Linked DNA regions of Mus musculus: region 2 is linked to region 1. Evidence: chromatin contacts called from public HiChIP or PLAC-seq data. All regions are on one chromosome and are shown on one strand. The core of a region is the stretch at or near the end of the contact, and the rest is flanking DNA. Distances in the headings are between cores, read along the strand shown.

Evidence for each region. HiChIP or PLAC-seq counts read pairs in DNA pulled down with a chosen protein or histone mark.
Region 2: an H3K4me3 HiChIP or PLAC-seq map of bone marrow-derived macrophages shows a contact between it and region 1, with 3 times the contacts expected there. The contact joins the promoter of Dnajb12 here to the enhancer-like site in region 1. A contact is called at or near these places in 10 of 39 promoter capture datasets (the 3T3-L1 cell line, the HPC-7 cell line, embryonic stem cells and 6 more), 6 of 484 Hi-C or Micro-C datasets (the AML12 cell line, B cells, astrocytes and 3 more), 4 of 115 datasets of contacts at active chromatin or transcription factors (bone marrow-derived macrophages, embryonic stem cells and fetal liver) and 3 of 9 other capture datasets (adipose tissue, liver and pancreatic islet).

Annotation. Positions count from the first base shown.
Region 1 is chr10:59,587,188-59,592,034 of GRCm38.p6, forward strand. All of the region lies in intron 1 of Mcu (mitochondrial calcium uniporter), which reads right to left. Among named protein-coding and RNA genes, the nearest start is that of Gm40671, 14 kb to the left of the region's middle. Within about 2 kb of position 2,849, at least 130 of the 459 cell types and tissues checked have an H3K27ac peak or open chromatin away from gene starts, as enhancers often do. A contact at or near this core is called in B cells, the HPC-7 cell line, adipose tissue and 3 more, where this site is marked.
Region 2 is chr10:59,876,820-59,881,358 of GRCm38.p6, forward strand. Dnajb12 (DnaJ heat shock protein family (Hsp40) member B12) reads left to right here and starts at 2,764. Exons shown (of 9, transcript NM_019965.3): 1 at 2,764-2,991. The coding sequence starts at 2,859.

The DNA.
Region 1 (4,847 bases), core at 1,599-4,098:
GAAGCAACGCCAGTTCCCAGAAGGGAACTCCAAGTGCGACTCACTTCAACCTGGGCTCCTCACTCAGTCACTGGCAAGGATGGAATGGACAGGATTAGCTTGCACAAAGCTCCCTAACTTCTTCAACTAAAAGCCACAACAAGAAACAAATGTATGCTACACAGTAGCAGACACCCGGGATCCCACCACTTGCAATGGTGGAGACACTCCAGGCTACGTACAGTGGGCTTAGGCCAGTCTCAAAGTACTAAAATAACAAATAAATAAAACCTCCAAGAGTCATGCCCTGCTTAAAGATGGAAGAGATTCCAAGAAATGCATTATCAGGCAAGTCCATCCTTGTGAAAACATCAAACCCAAACTAAGTTATTAATGAACTCAAAGTCACTATAATGTTATGGACCCATTATTGCTTATGAGGTTGGTCAGTGTGCCATGCATAGCTGCAGCTTGTAAGGTTCGGTTCTCACAAAAGCGACACCGACATCTGTGAAAGAATACTGACCCTGCCTGTGCAGAGCGCACTTAGGTGTGCTGGCGCTCCTTTTCTATGACCCTGTGTCCGTCAACCTCTGGGTAACTGGCTTATCCAGTCAGAGATCACACTTGAGGGAAGGGTAAAGCCATCCTGCTACGGCATGATGGAGAGAACCTCAATATTGTTCCAGGATAAGCCACTGCACCCACAATATCACCCATAGTGAGCATGGGTGACACATTCTCTTATTTGATCTTACAAAAGCAGTGCCAGATTAAAAACATCTAAATGGTATGCACAGAATGTGGATAGAGTTTTGTCTTCTCATTTTTAGACTTCCCAGTTTCCTAGAGAAGAGTATGACCTACAGTCCTGACTATCTAAGAGGCTGGGATTGCAAGACGTTTCATCCCAGAGTTCAAGGCCAGCCTGAGCACTCAGTAAGACCTGTTACCAAAACAAAAATAGCTTTCTCAGGGTATGGCCACCAGGCACTAAAACCACAAATAAGTTTTAAAAGACAGGCAAAGGGAAATCGAGAGATGGTTCTCAAACAGAAATGGTATCCGGCAGTGCCCAAAGCCACAGCTGAGAGGAGCATGCTACCTGAGCCTGCTGGGTAGGGACCAGGGATGCGGCTACACATTATATGGGAGAGGTTTCCAATCAAGGATCCGCTCACTCAGAACAGCAGTGGTGTGAAGGCTGATTAACGGAGTACAACCTCCCACGCTTGCTTCTGTTAGCTCATCTAAAGCCCACATGTCATTCTGAGGTAGGAGAGTACTAGATAAATCTGGATTGTGCTCCCCTTATAGGGGCCAAGTTTTACAAATGGAAAAGACTTAGCAGGAAGCAGGGTCGACTTTGTTCAGTGTTGAAATTCTGCCTTCCAAAGGCAAATTATGGTTGGCGTAGTAGCTCAGCAATTATAGGCCCTTGTCACCAAGACAAGCCTGACAAGATGGGCCCCATATGGTGGTAGGAGAGAACCAGCTCCCACAGGTGTCTTATGAACTCCACATATACACCAAGGCAGGTATGCACACACACACACACACACACACACACACACACACACACACACACACTCACACTGAATACAAAATGAACTTGTAGGACTGATTTCATTTATAAAAAGACCAAAACGGCAGGGATTTTTTTAATCACTTAACTATATAATGTAATTATTCTTTTGTCCTTGGTGACGATGCTGGGGAATCAAACCACAGCATGATGCCCGGTACGTGATCTGTCTCCGAGGTATATCTCCAGGCTAGGCTCAAACTCTCTCCTTCTGCCTCCACTTCCACAGCGCTGCAACAAAGGCATGTGTCATCACACCCAGGTCATTGTACAAATGGAAAGACTACCAGCTCACCTTTGAGACGGCAGGCTGTACCTACACTGAAGCCATCGGGAGACCTGGCATACTGTAAGCAACTGTAACCACAATCCTCAGGTCTACCAAGATACAAAGAATCAAGAAGTCATTGTCTCAAGGTCCACCAGGATGGGACACTGACATCCCCCTTCATCCCCTTCTCCCATCTCTTCGTTCTCCTGACCAGACACTGTCTTCCTAATATCTCCTGTCTTTGCTAGATCCTCATGCCAGTCTCCTGAACCATGCGCAGATGACACTAGTCACCCCATGGCATCTCAGAGCCCACAGAGTTTCAGTTATACAGGTGTGTCTTTCCTGTATTCACATATACACCAAGGCAGGTATGCACACACACACACACACACACACACACACACACACACACACACACACTCACACTGAATACAAAATGAACTTGTAGGACTGATTTCATTTATAAAATCCCTAGTACACCTCAGAGGAGGGAAGGGGGTAAGAGCAGTGACCTCAGACTTAGTTCAAATAAAGTCTCTCCCAGTTACTTCACCACACACTTCCTCTTCTTACCCATAACCACATCTTCCTTCAACCGGAAGCCCATATAACACCGAGACCGCCCTCGGTTACCCCAAATTGTAGGCAGGGGCTTTTCATTTGTCTCTCAGCAGGAATATGCTTTACCTGTGTCCTCGAAAGGATGGTAAGCCTTCAGTCAGCCCTTCTGTAACTACTCAAATCTAAACTGATCTTCTAATTACTCTTCCAAATTCCCCGTGGTTTTTAACCGCTTAGGACTTTTAAACACTCTTTTTCGGGGGAGGGAGGAATTCTCATCTTCTAAAGCCTGCCTCCCGTGATAGAAATCGAAGGCTGACTTTCCCAGCCTCTCTTTGCAAACAGGGTGGCAGCTCTATGGCCATGTTCTGCCACTCTGGTATTCTGGTTAGGAAGCAGATGCCATCACGGAGGTGGTGCCATGGAATCCACGCTGACCAGAGTGAAACCAGCTCTCCTTCCCAAAGCGAAAGCGGCAGAAGTCCTCGTGGTTCAAGTGGCACTTAGTAATGACAAGGCAGGGCCAACACTTGTTCCCGGTGCGAACGCAGAGCAGTGGGGTCTGCAGTGACTTTAGCCCAGTGGTAGAACGCTGGCGTCGATCCTGACTGATTCTCAGCTCTCTGTGAACTCCAGAGCACACTTTTTAGATCACTTTTTCCTGTTTACTGTAAGCAGGGGGGGCCTGCCGTTTGCAACTACAAACTCTGGTTCACCCCTCGCACCTTTTTCCCACACAGTTCAACGATGAGGTGCTTCCTTATGACTTACTGCATTTGTGGCTGACTGTGAAGCCAGGGATGCTGTGTGCACCGCTCATCTCCATTAACCCAGGACTTAGGACAGTGCTTTACTATGCAGACACATACCCATGACCCAGTTGAAAGAAACTCAACGTCATCAGTGTTATGAGAGTCAAAAGCTAAAAATTAGGACTAACCTGGGCCAGAGAAGTCACACAGGGTTTACAAAGAAGATGACACATCTGCAGGCGATTGAGAAGACAACAGTCTGCAGTCGGGGTGTGGAGAGAGAGAGAGATGCGTGACTTCCGAAGAATGGGAAAGGATGTGGCAAGTGCGGAGAGATGGCTGTTAAGGAAAAGGGCGCTGAGCTCGGAGAGTCTATCATCCGCCATGCATATGAGCTGGATTCTGAATGGCTCTGCACGCTAGGCCTGGAGAAGGCTGGATGCGATGATGCTCTAAGAACACTAATCCTCAATGAGTATTTTCATCTGTTCTTTATTCTAGATGTTATCTTCTGTGCAAAACTACAACAGCTACCCACACATTTTCTACACAGTTCCCTCTCCAAACACTGCCGCTCTATATTTATCTGTTCAAGCTGAGAGACTACAAGAGGAGAAGATCCTTATAATTAATCCTCTTGCAACCAAGCAAATATCCAATTTAAACATAAAAATCCATTACCAAAATGGCCTTTATTCCTCAAACCCTAGCTACAAACTCAATTGTAAAATTTCCCAACGCCATTTATCTTCTAATCTATTAAAATCTTGCACTGGTTCCAAGTATTTAAACTAAGGTCCCCGATGAAATTCTATGCTAAAAATCACACAGTCGTGCTGAAAACAAAATGTGGTCCACTTTATGATAGAATGTTTTAGATAGAATCTTTTAAAAGTACAGCAAATCTGGGCTGGAGGTGGATCTTGATTGGTAAAGACCCTGCCTAACATCCATGAAGCCTTAGGTTCAGTTCCCAAGGTCTACATAAACCAGGTCTGGTGGCTCACCCCCAAAGTATCAAAGTATCAGCACTTGGGAGGTAGAGGCAGGAGGACCAGAACTTCAAGGTCATTCTCAACTGCACAACAAAGTTAAAGCTAGCTGAGGCTACCATGAAATCCTGTGTCAATTCAAACAAACAAACAAAGATTGCAAATCCTATAACTATAGAAAGCCTGCGTAATTATTTTCTGGCCTTATATGAACCAGAAGAGATCCTTAGAAAAACTCTTTAGTGATGTGTGTGTGTGTGTGTGTGTGTGTGTGTGTGTGTGTGTGTGTGTGTCCTAGTTACATCATTAGAAAACATGTGTAAAGAAATGGGCCAAGTGCATACCACAGTGTTCAGAGTGGCAAAGATGGGAAACAAAGTTCTTACGGGATCGGCTTGCTAAGAAACCACACTCTAAGGCTGGTGTAACTCACGGGGGGAATGCCTGCCTGGTGGGAGAGAGGTCCTGGGGTTATCCCCAGCACAGGAGGAGGGAGGAGGAGGGGAAAGCAGCAGTGGCTCATGGAAAAAGCACAAATTTAACTTACATTGATATGCTTTTTTCACATCATAAGTCATAGATCCAAATGTTTGGTAGCACAAGTTGACAAAGATGTAAAGATAGAGTAACCCTCCTAACTCCTATGTTTAGGAACACATCCTAAAATTCACTGTGAGCCAAGATGAACCCACAGGATTATCACC
Region 2 (4,539 bases), core at 1,514-4,013, 290 kb after region 1:
CCTGTACCCCCAGATCTTACACCTTATGTCAAACTGTTCCCTCTTTTATTTGCATCGTCAAAATTTCTAAGCCAATTAAATATCTTCTATTAGAAAATGTTGGGCTGGTGAGATGGCTCAGTGGGTAAGAGCACCCGACTGCTCTTCCAAAGGTCCAGAGTTCAAATCCCAGCAACCACATGGTGGCTCACAACCATCCGTAACGAGATCTGACTCCCTCTTCTGGAGTGTCTGAAGACAGCTACAGTGTACTTACATATAATCAATAAATTAAAAAATCTTTTAAAAAAAATGTTATAGTGAACTGAAGAGATGGATCAGCGGTTAAGAGCACTGGCTATTCTTCCAGAGGACCCAGATTCAATTCCCAGTACCCACATGACAACTCACAACTGCCCATAACTGCTGTTCCAGGGGACCAGGACACTCGCATTCAGACATGCATGCAGGCAAAACACCAATGTCCATAAAATAAAAATAAATAAAATTTTTAAGATAGAGAAAAAGAGAAGACATGGTCTACATGCTCTTTAAAAGAAGAAAACGCTACAGAACACCCCGTGTTAAGAGCACACAGAGCCCCTTGGGAACACACTTGAAACAATTGCATCAAAGATAGAGAAAAAGAGAAGACATGGTCTACATGCTCTTTAAAAGAAGAAAACGCTACAGAACACCCCGTGTTAAGAGCACACAGAGCCCCTTGGGAACACACTTGAAACAATTGCATCACAGTGAACGCAGCGGCTCACACCGCCAGCATCTCTCCGTGCTTATATTGCTTGGCCTCGACATAAAATTTCATCATGTGAAACCTTCCTCCATTAGAAACATCCACTTCACTTGGCCCCTAAGTGACTCATATTTCTTCCTTCACACCACACTTCAGTGTACTCTCCTCTCCTCAAGCCCCTCTCCCTCCGACCCTCTGAGTAATGGAGGGCTCTGTAATCCAGCTCCCCTCTGCTCCGCACTTACATCTTGGTGTATCTAATCCCATGGTTTGCTTTAAAAGCATTCGTGACTGGTAAGACGGCTCAGCAGTTAAGAGCACTAGCTGCTCTTCCAGAGTTCAATATCCAGCAACTACACGGTGGTTCACGACCATCTATGAAGGGATCTAATGCCCTCTTCTGACATGCAGGTGTACATGCAGAGAGGGCATTCGTACATTTAAAAAAATTCACATCCGTTGATAATTTTCAAAATTAGGATTCTGCTCAAGCTTCTTGTTCTGTTATTTTTGTCTTGGTGGAAAGGGGCATTGCTGGGGAATTAAAGCCAGGGTTTTACACCTTCTAAGCATGGTCTCCACCGTCAGCCCTCCCTCCGTCTTCCCTACACCGTATGGTTGCACAATCCCGATTGCCATTCCCATCGCCAATACATCCTCCCTATATCAAACATCTAATATTCAAACTTCTCAGAGGGAGTTCCGACCCAGCTAAGTCTCCATGGCAGTTCTCCCAACACTCACCCCTCCTCTTCCCCTGCCCACCTCCTTTCCAACCCTGCTCCATCCCTCCCTCTACCCCTGTGACTATTTCATTTCCTCTTCTCAGTGAGATTCAAACATCCTTTCCTGGGCTCTTTTTGTTACTTAGCTTCTTTGGGTCTGTGGATTGTAGAATGGTTATCCTGTACTCTATCTATGGCTATAATCTACTTATAAGTGAGATACCATGTTTGTTTTTCTGAGTGTGGATTATCTCACTCGGATGATCTTTTCTAGTTGTGTGTGTGTGTGTGTGTGTGTTTATATGTTTTATATGTTTATGTTATATATTTATGCTTTATATATATGTATATGTGTGTGTATCTGCAACTCGATGAATATATATTCACCGAGTCTCACTTGATTATAACAGCTGCTCTTTAACTTTTGTTTGTGTCTGTTTCTCGAGACAGAGTTTCTCTTTGTACCTTTGGCTGTCCTGGAACTCACTTTGTAGACCAGGTTGGCCTTGAACTCAGAGTCCTTCTGCTTCCCAAGGGCTGGGATTGAAGGCTTACACCACCATCGCATTGCACCCTTTAACATTCATTTGGTTTATTGTAGTTTCTTGTGAAAGACCATAGTGCAAGGGCTAAGAAATAGCCAGGAGATTTAGCCTAGTGGAAGTCATTGGCAACCTTCACTAAGTTGCTGTCACTTAAGTGGGAGGTAGGCTGAGCTGCATCCTGACTGGTGTGACTCTGTAGTGACTCCTGTAAACTCCTCCTTAATCCCCGCAATAACTCACAACGAAAATCCTTATGCGGAGCCTTTCCATCTGTTATTTCCTCCAGTCGAACCACCCTTCCTCCAATCACATGTTCCTGTTTCTTTAGAGTTCAGAGCCTGTAAAATGAGTTTCTGATATATTAAGCTATCTTAAATGGTAGCCCTCCCTTCCATCCCTCTACTTTTCGATATTTGCCTTGACTGTGTCACTATCTGAATGTTTCCGTTTACTTGACTTCTCCCCACCCACGAAAGCTCTGTGAGGACACGGTTTTGTTTTGATACCACTGCCACATCAGACAGCAGCGTCTGACAATCGGTAAACATCTGTACGATTCACAGATAGTCGGACTGGAACGCAGAGGCTACCACCCGAACGTGCGCGCACACTCAACTTCAGCATTTGCGCTCTAGAGCGCCCGCGCGTTCTAGCGCCTCCGAACCGAACGCCCCTTTCTTAGGAGACATACGGTAGGGCTTCCGCCCGGGTTCAACCCTCACTCAAATCCCGGGAAGGAGGGGCGGAGGGTTATGTCATCCTTCCGCGCCGGCCTGCCCCGCGACGCGCCGGCGGCTGGCGCAGCCCTTCGCTCGCCCGGCCTCCCCCTCCCTGGTTCCGTGCTCGGGTTCCGCCATGGAATCCAACAAGGATGAAGCCGAGCGCTGTATCAGCATCGCCCTCAAGGCCATCCAAAGCAACCAGCCCGAGCGGGCGCTGCGCTTCCTGGAGAAGGCGCAGCGGCTCTACCCGACGCCACGAGTCAGCGGTGAGTGGGAGGCGCCGCAGGGACCGAAGGGGGCATTAGCACGGATCGGGGGACCACGGGAACGGACCGACGGGAGCAGTTGGCGGAGGGGGGAGGGGTGGCGAGGCGCGGCTACGCCTGCGCACTGGCGCGCGCGGGTGCTGCTGGGATTCGTAGTCCAGCGGTGCCGCGGTCTCTAGGATGCTGGCCCCCTGGAGACCCCCGAGGGCCCGGCTCCCAACCCCTTCCCAGTGCTTGTGGAGGCCTCTGGAATGTGAGGTTTCTGGGAAGGAGACGCGCTGGGAGACCCGGTGAAGAGGACTCTTGTGGACGCGAAAGCGAACTACTTCTCCCAGAGGGCTGTTCGGTGGCTCAGGGCCACTGGCCGGCCTGGGAAATATTATAGTTCAGGAAAATAAACATAACTATTCTAAGGGAGAATGGGTTCTAGAGAGGGAAGGAATTCATTCGCTCCAATCAGAGAACCCTTAGCGAAATAAGACATTCCAACTCGCAGTCCTTCCTGCAGTCTCTTGAAAGCGGTGTTTCGGAGTGGATGGATTGTTGAAGATCCCAGTGTCAGCCACCCTATCCCACCTTCTTCCTCAGCAAGCCCGGGTGGCGGGTCTTATGGACTGCTACGGCTGCTGAGCTCCAGGTAGCTAATAGCCTAGGTCTGAGACCTCCCAACCCAGGGAGGGAATAGTGATCTTGTCTTCGCTACCCAATCGTCTCACTTTACCTGGTAACCTCCCCCTCATTTTTGCGTTTGTAACCGAAGTGACCAAAGAAAATTTTAATACCAGCTGGGAAGGAGAAAGACACAGGATTTGTTTCTGTGGAGTTAGTAAACTCTCTGACATGTAGCAGACTTTCAGAATTAAGAGACCCACATCTCATCGTGAGCTTGGGTTTCCCCATCTGGAAGTTCAGGAAGTTGGAACAGATAATGTATATAAACAAGAATACCCATAGTGCTTTTCTGTGTAGAAAGTTCTTTCTCGTGTGTTTTGCCACCTGATCCTGTAAAGTCAGGAAGACAGAACACCACCCTTCTATCTTCTCAAGATGAGGAACTAACTCATCGATAAGCGTCTTAGGATGTGACACAGCTAGAAAGTGGAAAACCCTGAGATTCCATACGTGTTTATTAAAATGAAATGAAGACGCAGCAGCCAGCCTCTCACCTTCCCTGCCCAGGTTTGGAGTGCTGACCTTAGAGGCAGCTGCGTTCCTGAACTTTCCTCCCTCCTGACTCTGCAGGTTGATCTTTGGTCTCTTTGCCTCTGCTAGGAGAGAGTTTCGATCTGCTCTGGTAACTGCTTCCCTATGGGATAATTCCCTTTTTATAAGTGGATAGCACCAGGCGGGGTGCAGACTGTCAGAATTCTGATTACTGCTGGTAGCCCAGGAGCAGTTAAGAAAGCTGATGAAATAGAGCTTTAGGGCATGGCAGAGGCCACCTGTGCTAGTTCAGGAATCTAGATAGGATGTCATTGCAGGGCTTGCTCTGTGTGTGTGTGTGTGTGTATTCATGTGTTCATGCTCATGAGCGGATAACTTGGTGGA